Linked DNA regions of Mus musculus: region 1 is linked to region 2. Evidence: chromatin contacts called from public HiChIP or PLAC-seq data. All regions are on one chromosome and are shown on one strand. Each heading gives the region's core, a stretch centred on a gene start, on an enhancer-like site or on the middle of the called end of the contact. The rest is flanking DNA. Distances are from core to core; before and after follow the strand shown.

Region 1 (6,515 bases), core at 2,567-5,066, 280 kb before region 2:
ATGAAGCAACTAGCCAGACAAGGTGGCTCACACTTTTAATCCCAGCACTCAAGGGCAGAGGCAGGTGGATTACTGTGAGTTTAAGGCCAGCCTGGTCTACACAGTGAACACCAGGCAAGCCAGGGCTATTCAGTGAGATATGACCTCAGAAAATTAAATAAACAAATATGCAATGAAAGCCTAAACAAACACAATCCTTTTAAAGATGGCCTGATGGTGTGTATAAAAAAAAAATCACAGGGGCTGGAGAGCTGGCTCAGAAGCTAAAAAAAATACTGACTGATCTTCCAAAGGACTAGCGTTCAATTCCCAGCACCCACATGGCAGTTCACAACTGCCTGTAACTCTAAGATCTGACATTCTCACGCAGACATACATGCAGACAAAACACCAATGCACATAAAATAAATACAACACTTAAAAAAAAAAAAAAAAAAAAAAGCATTCAGGCAGAGGCAGGTGGATTTCTGAGTTCGAGGCCAGCCTGGTCTACAGAGTAAGTTCCAGGACAGCCAGGGCTATACAGAGAAACCCTGTCTCGGGGAAAAAAAGAAAAAGAAAAAAAATGTTAAAAAAAAAAAAAGCATTCCAGGATGGTGTGACTGTCCACATGGGGGAGGGACATGGAGTGTCCCTGAAAGAGCACCTGGCCCTACTGCAGGAGGCTGCCACCATTCTGTCTGGTATAGGATATACACAGAAGACAGGTGGAAGACTAGTCTGAACAAAGACCTAAAGGACAAGGCGGGAGGGTGGGCAGCTGGAGCAGCCAGAGGCAGAGCCTCTAGGCAGAGATTCCTGATAGTCTGGAGATGAAAGGTGGCCTAATGGTCTAGCATGCGTGCTAGGGCAGTTTGGATCTTGCCTGACAAGCATTTCAGGCCTCAGGGAAGAGATATATTATTAGATTTGCATTATTTAAAAAAAAAAAAAAAAAAAAAACAGCCTCCCCGTGCTGGGTGTGGTAGCACATACCAGTAATTCAGCTCTGGAGGTCAGGAGGCAGGAGGGCAGGAGTTAAAAGTCATCCTCCGAGACCAGGAAGGTTAGAGGCCAGCCTGAGGCTCCGGTCTGCAAACAACAAAACAGCAAAAGAAGAGGGAAGTGTTTTGGGGGGGGGGGGGTGTGAAGGAAGGAAGGGAAGGGGAGGTGAAGGAAAAGAAAAAGGCCTAAGGCAGACTCAAAATAGTAAAAAACACTAAACAAAACCTACTATCTGCAAGCAGACAGAAGTGGTGCAAAACTGGTCATCAAGGAAAGGGGGGCAGAGCTTGCCTCCGCTCCCACACACCCTTGACAGACTCCCCTGGTCTCCCTCAAATCCTCAGGCTGGGACAAGAGAGGCCAGGTGGTAGTCCTTCTCTGCCTACTCTGCCAAGTAGGCACACAACAGCCCAACTGAGACCAGCCAGGGAGCACTCAGCAGGACCCCTGGTGTAAGGAGGGGCGGGGCCAGTAAGTCAGCTGAGCTTCGGCTCCTCAATCGCCATGGGTGCACACACTGCACTGGACAACAATGAAAAACACTGGACAGCCTCAGTGAGCAGACCATCAACTAGTCTCCCTCATCAAAACACAACAGTCAGCCGGGCGTGGTGACGCACGCCTTTGATCCCAGCACTTGGGAGGCAGAGGCAGGTGGATTTCTGAGTTCGAGGCCAGCCTGGTCTACAAAGTGAGTTCCAGGACAGCCAGGGCTATACAGAGAAACCCTGTCTCAACCCCCCCCCCCAAAAAAAAAACAAAAAACAAACAAAAAAAAAAACACAACAGTCCAAGCACACACAAGGTCTGTGGTGAAGCTCCACTAAGGGCAGTGCCAGCCCTTCCTTCCTTCCTTACTAGGACAGTGCCAGCTTACCACCACTGGGGAGATAAAGCCATACGATTCCCATTTTATTTTATTTTATTTTGATTTACATATATATGAGCTGGAGTTACGGGCAGTTGTAAGCTGCCAGGGATTCTGGGAACTGAACTCAGATGCTCTGTAAGAGAATATAGAATTTTTTGTAAGAGAATATACAATTTTTTAAAAAAGATTTATTTATTTATTTCATGTATGTGGGTATACTGTTGCTGTTGCTGTCTTCAGACACACCAGAAGAGGGCATCAGAGCCCATTACAGATGACTGTAAGCTACCATGTGGTTGCTGAGAATTGAACTCAGGACCTCTGTTAAGAGCAGTCAGTGCTCTTACCCACTGAGCCATCTCTCTAGCACAAGAATATACAATCTTAATTCTGTGCCATCTCTCCAGACCCAGGATTCCCTACTTGTAATCTCTTTCTCATACTCAGAAGGCTGAGGCAGTACTGCCACAAGTTTAAGGCCAAGAGCAGGAGACCCTGTCTCACCAAACAACATATAGGGGCTAGCCAGATGGTGCAGTAGATAAAGGCACTTGCTGCCAAGACTGACAAGCTGACTTCAGAGCCTGGTACCCGACCAGTGGAAGGAGACCTGACTCTTGCCACTTGTCCCCTGACCTCTACACATGTATCCTTTGGGACATGTGCATCTGTATGCAACAAGCAAACATTAAAAACAAACCAGAGCAAGGCACACGGTGCACACCTATGCCCTAGCACTTAGGACAAGGCAGGTGGATTGGGAGTTCAAGGCCAGTCGAGGCTATGCAGAAAGACTGTCTCAACACCAAAACTTCCAGAACACCCAGATAAAGGGGGCCAGCACTTAAGTGTTTGCCAAGCGTGACACCCTAAACTCCATTACTAGCATTGCAAAGCCACAAATACCCATCTGGGTTTTCTGTCTTTTTTATTTCTCAGGGGTGAGATCAACCCAGGTCTTCACAAATGCTAGGTCAGTACCTGTTTCGGTTTGGTTTGGTTTGGTTTGGTTTGGTTTTTCGAGACAGGGTTTCTCTGTGTAGCCCTGGCTGTCCTGGAACTCACTCTGTAGACCAGGCTGGCCTTGAACTCAGAAATCTGCCTACCTCTGCCTCCCGAGTGCTGGGATTAAAGGCGTGCACCATCATGCCTGGCTGCCTGTTTTGTTTTGTATTGTTGTTGTTGATGTTGTTTTTTGTATTGTGTTGCTTATTGAAATAGGGTTTCTCTGTGTAGCTCTGGCTGATCTGGAACTCCTTCCATAGACCCCGCTGGCCTCGAACTCAAGAGATTCACCAGCCTTTGCCTCCATCTCCTGAGTGCTAGATTACAGGCATGTACCACCACCACCGGCAAGCACCCACTCAGTTTTTAATCTCTAGCACCATAAGCTTGCACATGCAATAAAATAGCCTAAAATTGGTTTGGCGGCTGGCCAGGAGGTGGTCACTTAATGAGTTAACATGAGCAACTGCTAGCTCTGAGCTCTGATAGTAATGGATGTCTAATGTATTTAAAGTAGGATCTGCAAGCTCCTGGAGGCTAAACAGCCACAGAGTGCTCAGAGTGCTGTCTGAATTCACTGTCAGGTCGCCTGGCGGTTGTCAGGATGCAGACTAAGTCAGGGCCTTACTTGCTGTCCATCTTGATAGCTGTCTATACTTAGCGTCTGTGTCGCCATCATGGTTAGTGAGAGTCCACTTCAGACATCAGATCATCTTGAGCGAGAAGCACACGGTGTCTAGGGAAATACGAGAGAAGAGCACCAGTTAGCACTTCCTTACTCAGCATGCCTTGTCTTTTAGCCCAGAGCATTATGTAATATCTAAAAACTGGATCCTTTTACGTGGAGGGGCAATCCCTGAACTCTAAGCAAACCCTCCTTGGTAACACTACGCCTGCTTAGCAGTCACTCATCTTCCTGTGCGGGGCCCAACCCGCTATTATATGGTCAGCCACACTCCTTTATCCCCTAACAAGGAGCCAATAAATTCCTCCACATAAAAGGCACTGGGTAGGGCCCTGGGACACCAAAGCACAGGAGTCAGCCTAGAGAAGCCCAGCCTTCCTTGAATATATGGCAGTGGAGGGCAGAGTGGGAGACAGTAGGAGAGACACCAGAGGCAGCACAGGATAGGAACATGAGGAGAAAGGGAAGGTATGGAGGGGTTCCCAGGATGTGTGGGCAGAGCAGGCCTCCCCAGGGAAGGGCCATCTAAGAAAGGCTTGAGAATCTGCTGAGACTAGAGGGGAAAGAAAGGAAATGGCTAGGGCAAAATGAAGATAATGTGCCCCACCGATGCAGATGGCACCCTGACAGATCTGTGTGTGGCACAAGTAAGTAAGCAATGGTCCTTTGCTTAGTGACGATAGAAACCCTCACACAGTGTTGCTGAGCTGGATCGATGGCCAGGGTCTGACGAGCATGAGAAGGGGGACAGGCTGATGCAGTGTGTCAGCACGGGGTCAGCTCCGCCTGGCCTAGAGCAGCAAGATGGAGCTTGCCTAGTCACTCCAAGGCCAAGGGAAGGTACATCGCTTGTTCTGCACTAGCAGAAGCAACCAAGGGTCACCAAAGGAAGTACAGTTATGCTCGATACTGTGCTAAACAGAAGCACATACAGCCCGAGCGGGCAAGCCAAGGGCAGGAATGAGCAGCATACCTCAGCTCAAAGAAGCCCTCCAGCAATGTAGTGGTGGCAAGAGCTAGGCCACCTCTTGAGCACATGGTAGCCCCTGGGAGTTCTTACATGATGCCCACTTTATATCTGAGCAGTCAGAATAACGGGGCCAAGGGCACACAGCTGACCAAACGTGAGCTAGACACATCTCAGCAGCCTCGCTCTGAGGCTGTCCCCAGGTACCAGAGCTTTTCACAGGCCCAGGAGCTAGCACAAGGGGAAGGGACTAATATGGAAATTCACTGGATGCTGAGGACAGATGGCACAGACACAAATCACTGACAAACCCTGGCAAGTCAATGTCAGGAGTGATGAGGTACGGGATCCAGGTTGGGACAGAGGATGGTGATGGAGCAGTAGGCACCTTAGAGGAGAGGTCTGACTAGTGAAGTGGTAGCAGGTCACCTACCACCCTGTGCAGAAAGAAGCCAGGAGGCAAAATGGCTGAAAAGGGTGGAGAAGACGGTAGGGATGTGTCTGATCAGGTGAGCTTGTGGCTACAGCGAGGACAGCAAGTCCATGGGTAGACACCAACAGCAGGAGTGAGCAGCGGGTGACTCATGCTCTGACCACACAGACAGACCAGACTGAATGGCTGAGGGGTACAGGAACCAAGATGGGGCGCTGTAGGCACAAGAGTCAGAGAAGGAGAGCCAGGAACCTGCAGGTGTACTAAGGGAGCAGGGGTGGGTCCAAGCTTCCCACCTGAGCACCTGGAAGAACAGAGCCGTGCACGGGTCCCGAGACGAGCAAACATCTAAGAACAGCTCCATGGCTTGGAAGGGAAACAAGGCAGGACATCTCAGGCTGCAGACGAGTCTCAAGATACCTTTCCGGAAACTGAGCAGAGGAGCCGGGACTGGAATCACTTGGTCACCATCAGGGCACAGAGGGTACACATGGAGATGAGCTGAGTCCTCCACAAGACACGTCCCACTCTAACACCCAGCACCTAAGCATGGACCAGATTTAGAAACAGGGTCTTACAGATGGAAGGACACTAAGGGTCTTGAGATGAAACACCTCTGGACTTAGGATGGAGTAACTGGTTGTCTAGATGAGAGGAGATTTGAGACACACGATGGCAAGATAGCGGTACACACTGGAGTAATAAATACAACTTTAAGCCCAGGAAGCCTGAGCACTGTTTGGGTCACCAGAAGCTGGAAGAGGAAAAGGACAGGCCCCCAGAGCCGGCAGAGGGAGTGTAGCCCTGTCTGCACCTTGACCACAGATTTCTAGAACCATGAGAGAATCCACTTTAGAGGTGGGGTGGGTAGTAGGGATTAAGTCCAGAGCCTCACTCAGGCTAGGTGAGCATTGTACTGCGTAGTAGACCCAGTTTGTGGTCATTTGGCACAGCGGGCCTAGTAAGGCAATGCACATATACACACAATATGAAGCCAAGAGACTGAAGAGACCAAAAGGAAGGCAGAAGACAGTATGCGAGGGAGGGGATGGCCTGGAGGTCAGAGGATAAGAGGGCACAGTCTGACAAGAGAAGCAGAATAGAACTGCTTACAATAAAAGAGAGGGGCCCAAGGTGGGGGAGTGCCAACCATGTTAAGAAGTCCCTCAGAATCAGAAAGGGGAGGACTGAGTCAGCAGCTGGTGAGCAGAAGGAAAGGGGGGTGGGGAGCAGAAAAAGACCCATGGCCCCTACCATAGCACCATGTTCCGAGGAGCTGTCTGTACTAGGAGGGGGAAGAAACACTTTAAAGAAGCAGCGTTACAGACAGCCACTCACAAGACGGGTGAGTGCACTGAAGCACCCAGGGTAAATACGCTTGTCTTGTCTTTTCCTTTGGTGACAAGGTCTCTCTATGTAAACCAGGCTGGCTTCAAACTCACAGAGATTCACCTGTCTTTGCCTCCCAAGGACTTAAAGTGATTAAAGTCATGTGCCGTTTTATGCTTGGTCTCCAACTTAAATCTCTAAAACGCTGTTACGTCTGTTAAAATCTGTGTGTTCCACCTCA
Region 2 (6,087 bases), core at 2,000-4,499:
CCCCCCAAGTGATCCATTTCCTCTGGCTAAAGGGATCTTCCACAATGTCCCAACTGTTCAAATTGAATCCAGTGGTGCTTAATCTACTGACAGGTCAGCGCCTTCGAGATCTACTAGGATTCTCTCACCTCCTGGGCATCACTAAGCCATCAAGCGACAAGGTTACCCATCCCAGGCAGCAATCTCGGAATTAAAAACAGTTGTACCCTCCTCTGTTTTAAGCATTTTGCCTGCTCTCGCGCAACAGCCTAATACTTTGATTATGGTACTTAAAGATGCACTACTTTTTTTTTTTTATATATATTTTTACTTTGTTTTATTTAAAAGTTATCTTTACCGGGGCGGTGGTGACCCACGCCTTTAATCCCAGCACTTGGGAGGCAGAAGCAGGTGGATTTCAGAGTTCGAGGTCAGCCTGGTCTACAGAGTGAGTTCCAGGATAGCCTGGGCTATAGAGAGAAACCCTGTCTCGAAAAAAAAATCTTTCTTTTGGTTGTTGTTGAAATAGGCTCTCTCTATGTAGCCCTGGTGGCCCTGGTACTCCCTATGTAGGTAGACCAGGCTGGCCTCGAACTCTCAGAGATTTTCCAGGCCTCCAGAGTGCTGGTATTACTGGAGCACTTTATCATGCCTGCCTTTTGGTGATTAATTCCTAAGGAGTATCTTTTCATATAAACTTTAGGATTCTTTTATTTGATTAAAAACTTGGCTGGGTGTGACGGTACAGGCATGCCTTTGATCCCAGCACCCAGGAGGCAGAGGCAGGCAGATCTCTGAGTCTGAAGTCAGCGTGCTGTACTTGGTGAGTGCCTGGCCAGCTAGGGCCACGCAGAGAGATCTTGTCTAATGCGGAAATCTCTGCTGAGGTTTTCCCATGACCACAGGAAGCACTGGAACTTTTCAGAAAACAGCTTTCCTTGACAGCGCTGGCCTTTTTAATTTTTGTTTTCTGTTTGCCCTGGCGTGGGTTTTGTTGTTGTTGTTTTGTTTTTGTTTTGTTTTGTTTTTCCATTTTCAATTTTGTGTGCAAAGAGGGCTGTCAACAATTATCCTCAAGCCAGCCTCCTCCAATCCCTCTCCCTCTCTCTCTCTCCCACCCTTCCTCGCTCTTCAGGGACCATGCAGTAACCTTTCTGAGAAACCATCTATTTACAGATTCTGCTCTGGCCCAGCCTGGAGGAAGGTCCCCCCAAATTCCCCTCCATTGGGATATAGACCCCATCTGCCTACCAGCCAGGGAAAACATCTGCCTCAAATAAAGATGTCTGGCTGCAGGCAGAGATCATGAGAGGGAACAACATTGTCCTCTCAGCCCCAGGTTCATCAGAACGTTTTTAAAGGCACTATTTTTTTTTTAAATCAGAGAAAGATAAAAGCAATCAGCAACGGTTGAGGCAAGTGTCACCCTGACTGACCTGATGTCATCAGTTGACAAATGAGTCATGGCCATTGGGCGAATCATGGCCCGTTCTCAGTCAGGGTCTAGTAAGCAAATGTATTCCAGTTTTGTTTATAATCTTCTGGGAAATACAGACTGCAGATGGTGACTCATGGGGTCCCTGATAGAATCATCCTCGTTCCTGGATCATTTGTGTCATTTATAGCGGGAGCTGCAGTAGCGGAGGCTGCATACTTCCCAGGGCTCTGTGATGTCTAAATCATAGGTGGAGACAGCCTTGTCTGTATCAGGAGGCAAAGCAGCCTTTGGGATTCAGCATAAAGCTATTGTATACCCGGGTTCACTAGAGAGCCTGACCATATGCAAGCAATTAGTTGCCCTGGAGACTCCTGGGCAGCCCTGTTAAGAGCAGAGCCCAGGGACTAGACTGATGGCTCAGCAGTCCTGAGCACTGGCTGCTCTTCATAGGACCCTGGCTCAGTTCCCAGCATCCTTTTGGGCAGCTCACAATTGTTCATCATTCTAGATTCAGGCTCTCTGGCACCCTCTTCTGACCCTGAAGGCAGGCATGCATATAATGCACATGCATACATGTAGGCAAAACACTCATACCCATAAAAAACCCTAAATCTTTAAAAAAAATAATAATAATAGAGGGCTGGAGAGATGGCTCAGCGGTTAAGAGCACTGTCTGCTCTTCCAGAGGTCCTGAGTTCAATTCCCAGCAACCACATGGTGGCTCACAACCATCTGTAATGGGATCTAATGCCCTTTTCTGGTGTGTCTGAAGATATAGCCACATACACATACATACTCATATACATAACTTAAATAAGAAACAAGAGCCTGGAGCCAGGGGACCAATGTAGAAGACATTAAGGTGAGCTCCCTTCCTCCTGACAACAAACACAAGTCCTTTCAACCATGGGCTCTGAGACTTTGATTCAAACTAAGGCGCCTCTTCAAAAAACCTAGAGGTCCCAAGGGTCACTTCTGCATACCTAAGGCAAGGAGAGTGTGACCTTGACCTGTGTTCATCAGAGTCCAAGGGCAAGGTCCTGCCCTGGAGACCCTCCAGTGGCCATGCCCACCTCACTCACCATTCCTGTCCCACAGGCAATGACTCCGTGGTGACACTCTGCCCTCTACCTGGTACTGGACGTGGTCCCTCGCCCACCCATGTAGGCCTAGCATCAATCCCGGAAGCCCCGGCAAGGCTCCCTGACTATGCTTGATCCCATGCCTTCAGTGATCCCAGAGGCCCCTTGTAGGTGTGGCCTGATGTTTGCTTTCTGTGATATGCCTCTGCCAGGAGCTAAGTGTGAATTCTCTAAGCAGGAAGGAATCACAGAGACAACATTCCAATTTCCAGGGCTGGTCACTGGTGCTGATGTCAGAGCCCTTGTCACATGTCATACACGGGGGCTTTTAATGCCACCCACTACTGTCCTCTGAAAGGCCTTCTTACTTGAAGGTCTCCAAGTGCTTCCCTGGAAAGTACTGGCTACCCCTTACTAGCACCGCCCTAGACAATGAAAAACTCTGGAGAAGGCACCCAGAACCCCAGAGGCAGTCATCCTTTATACTGTCTCCAGTGCCAGAAGCCTTTCGGGGGCAGCTAGCCCAGCTCAACTGGTAAGGTCATAACTCCAGAGTCCTGGGCCAGGTCCCTGCCGACTGTTGGAAGGCAAGCAGGGGACAGAGCTGTAAAGAGGTTGATCTTGGCACCAGACAGCATCCTTGGTTCTTCTACAATAGTCAGAAGCCATTCACTCCTGTAGTCAACCCACAAATCACACCCACTTCCGTCCCTGTTCTGATGTAAATACAAAGACTTGATGGCTATTGGGACACCTGTTCCCTAACTGTCACCTGCTCTCAAGGGTACACCCAGTGTCTGCACTACAGAGGCTGCTCCAGAGCAGGGAGAGAGGTCAAACCGCATCTAGAGTAGGAGCCACTTGGAGAAGCATTTAAGACTGGATCCACCAGGAAAGGAAACCCAGACAACATAAGTATTTAATTAAGTTTGGGAATTCTGGAACTGTAGTCTGATGGAGTCCTGCCTCTGAGGGAATAAAGCATGGAACATTGTAAAGATTTGAGTTCCTTCAGAAGGGTAGCAAGAACAAAATGTAGCAAAAAGGGCTGGTGAGATGGCTCAGTGGGTAAGAGCACCCGACTGCTCTTCCGAAGGTCCAGAGTTCAAATCCCAGCAACCACATGGTGGCTCACAACCATCTGTAACGAGATCTGATGCCCTCTTCTGGTCTGTCTGAAGACAGCTACAGTGTACTTACATATAATAATAAATAAATCTTTAAAAAAAAAAAAAAAAAAAAAAATGTAGCAAAAAGGCCCCACAACCAAGATGCTAGCTTGTCTCTAGCAACCCCACCCACTTCCTTCTGCTCCCCCACCTCCCACAAAGCCCTGTGTTGGAAGATCTCTTACCTTCACTATGCTGATAGGCTTTCGGGATAAGTGGAAGCTTGCATAGAGCAGAAAGGTCAGCATAAAAATGAAAGCCCGGTACCTGGAACACAGGAGAAGTGTCATACTGTGCCACCTTCCAGTTAGTCACACACCGGCCCCGTTTTCAATCTCACAAGGAAAGGCAGCCTTGAGCCCTGAGCCCCCAGCTCCAGTCCAGGTGCTAACAGCCAACATTGTTGCTGTCTTCAGACATACCAGAAGAGGGCATCAGATCCCATTACAGATGGTTGTGAGCCACCATGAGCCACCTGGGAATTGAACTCAGGACCTCTGGAAGAGCAGTAAGTGCTCTTAACCACTGAGCCATCTCTCCAGCCCACAGCCAATTATCTTAACAGCTGCTTATCTCAACTCTAACTCTTCCCTGTAGAAGGGACCTCAAAAGCCAGTGAGGCTCTGTTCTCTGAAACCCGGACTTAGGGGAGAGCAGTCGTCTGGCCAGTCCCTTGCGTACTTCTAAATACAGCTTGCTTTAATCAGACATTCATGGTTATGTTTTTTGTTTTGTTTTTGTTTTTTGTTTTTGTTTTTGTTTTTTGTTCTTTCTCTCAGAAGCCCTGCAGGATCTGGGAAAAGCGAACAGAACATCGTTTGCTCCCCAACCCCCACAACAAACAGCTCTCTAGTGGACTCTGCCTGGGAAGTCTACAATTCAAGCCAGGTTTGACACCCATCTACATGGCAATAGTGTCAGACTCCAGGATTGAAGAACCCATCCTCCCACACAGTCCCCACTAATACACTGACATCTAATAAATTGGGGTTCCTTCAGGCCCCGATGCTTGTTCAGTTCATTTGTGTGAGTGGCTCTCCACACCTGGAGAAACCCTCTTTTGCATTTGCTGTAAAGCCCTCAGAGCCCAGCCAGGTAGGCAAGAGTTGTCTCCCCTGACTAGGAGACTTCTGAAACCATAAACTGTAAGAAGTGACCATCTCTGCAGGATGCTCAGGGCTTGAGAAGAGTTGTCTAAAGCCTGGGCCAGCCAGTGTGGGGAGATCTGCGAGGAGAGTTGGCTCTGTGAGGGAAAGTACCTGACAGCCTCAGCTTGAGCCCCAGAACCCACAGAGTCAAAGGTGGGACTCCATCCCTGAGAGTCACACTCGACCTTTGCAACTCACCAGTGCAGGTGCGCATTCACACCCATACACACATAAACAAAACGAATAAACAGATGTCTTAAAAAAAAAAAAAAAAAAAGACTAGAGGCCAAAAACAAAACAAAGCACAAAACAACAAAACCAAAACCAACCACATTTCCAGACTTAGTTAAAGAAGTGAAGAAGGCAGGGTGGTGATCCTGTGGAGTGGGGCAGGGTGGGGGAGGGAGGAGCCAAACCACATTAAGAAACTTGCTTCTGAATAAAGAGCTCTCTTCTCTCTGGAGAAGCCTGGGGGGGACGTTCCTCTAGGACACTCCGTCCAAGTCCACGAGGTGACCCGAAGAAAAGCAAGCACTTAGTCTCCCGCACTTAGGAGACAGAGCTGGGCACATGCTGTCTCTCACTGTCTCTGCTTGTATGTGTGTGTGTGTGTGTGTGTGTGTGTGTATGTGTGTGTGTGTGTGTGTGTGTGTAATGCCTCTGAATGCCTCCCTAGAGCAGAACACAAGGTACTTTCCAATCTTTGGCTGAAGCTGCTCTGCTGCCCATCCCCCGAGCCTGAGGCTGGGTGTGATGCCATCCACTGACCTCCAGCAACCTTATTTCCGTTTCCAGCTCACAGCCGGACTCTAGCTCCTCTCCGGATACTCAGCCTGGGCAAGGCTATCCCTCCAGAGTCTCTCAGTTAGACCCAGGAGCCTGGGATATCTTCCAATGGCCCCTGCCCAGTCCTGCTTGGCTAAGGTTTTACCTGGTAGGGGGATGACTCATGGCTTTAGGCTGTGTCTGTCCGGTCTACTCCACTGCTAGAATTGAAACCTCCCCTATAGTGAGTGATAAGGGCAGAGGAGCCCAGCCCAGCCAAACTGCATTCCTCAGTCTCAGTAGGTTTCAGTCAAGGAGACTTGAAGATAAGTTGAGAGTAGCTTTGAGCCCTAGTTTCTACCAGGCCCTTCTGCAGGTGGCTCTGGGAAGGTGGTTGGGACACGCAGGCAAAGCGGCTCCTCAGGACAAACCCTCATTCATGCTGGGGAAGCCATGAATGTACCCCTTCAGGAAGAGAGAGCCTCACTCAGTCAGGGCTCCTCCTG

What was found. HiChIP or PLAC-seq counts read pairs in DNA pulled down with a chosen protein or histone mark.
Region 1: a contact with region 2 is called in an H3K27ac HiChIP or PLAC-seq map of embryonic stem cells, with 6 read pairs. The contact joins two enhancer-like sites. A contact is called at or near these places in 1 of 484 Hi-C or Micro-C datasets (nephron progenitors), 2 of 115 datasets of contacts at active chromatin or transcription factors (both in embryonic stem cells) and 2 of 9 other capture datasets (adipose tissue and pancreatic islet).

Annotation. Positions count from the first base shown.
Region 1 is chr17:31,580,777-31,587,291 of GRCm38.p6, reverse strand. It overlaps Pknox1 (Pbx/knotted 1 homeobox), which reads right to left. Exons shown (of 11, transcript NM_016670.3): 2 at 3,489-3,596. The coding sequence starts at 3,539. Among named protein-coding and RNA genes, the nearest start is that of Pknox1, 19 kb to the right of the region's middle. Within about 2 kb of position 3,816, at least 25 of the 459 cell types and tissues checked have an H3K27ac peak or open chromatin away from gene starts, as enhancers often do. A contact at or near this core is called in embryonic stem cells, where this site is marked.
Region 2 is chr17:31,305,128-31,311,214 of GRCm38.p6, reverse strand. It overlaps Slc37a1 (solute carrier family 37 (glycerol-3-phosphate transporter), member 1), which reads right to left. Exons shown (of 20, transcript NM_001242427.1): 3 at 3,854-3,935. Among named protein-coding and RNA genes, the nearest start is that of Slc37a1, 12 kb to the right of the region's middle. Within about 2 kb of position 3,249, at least 31 of the 459 cell types and tissues checked have an H3K27ac peak or open chromatin away from gene starts, as enhancers often do. A contact at or near this core is called in embryonic stem cells, where this site is marked.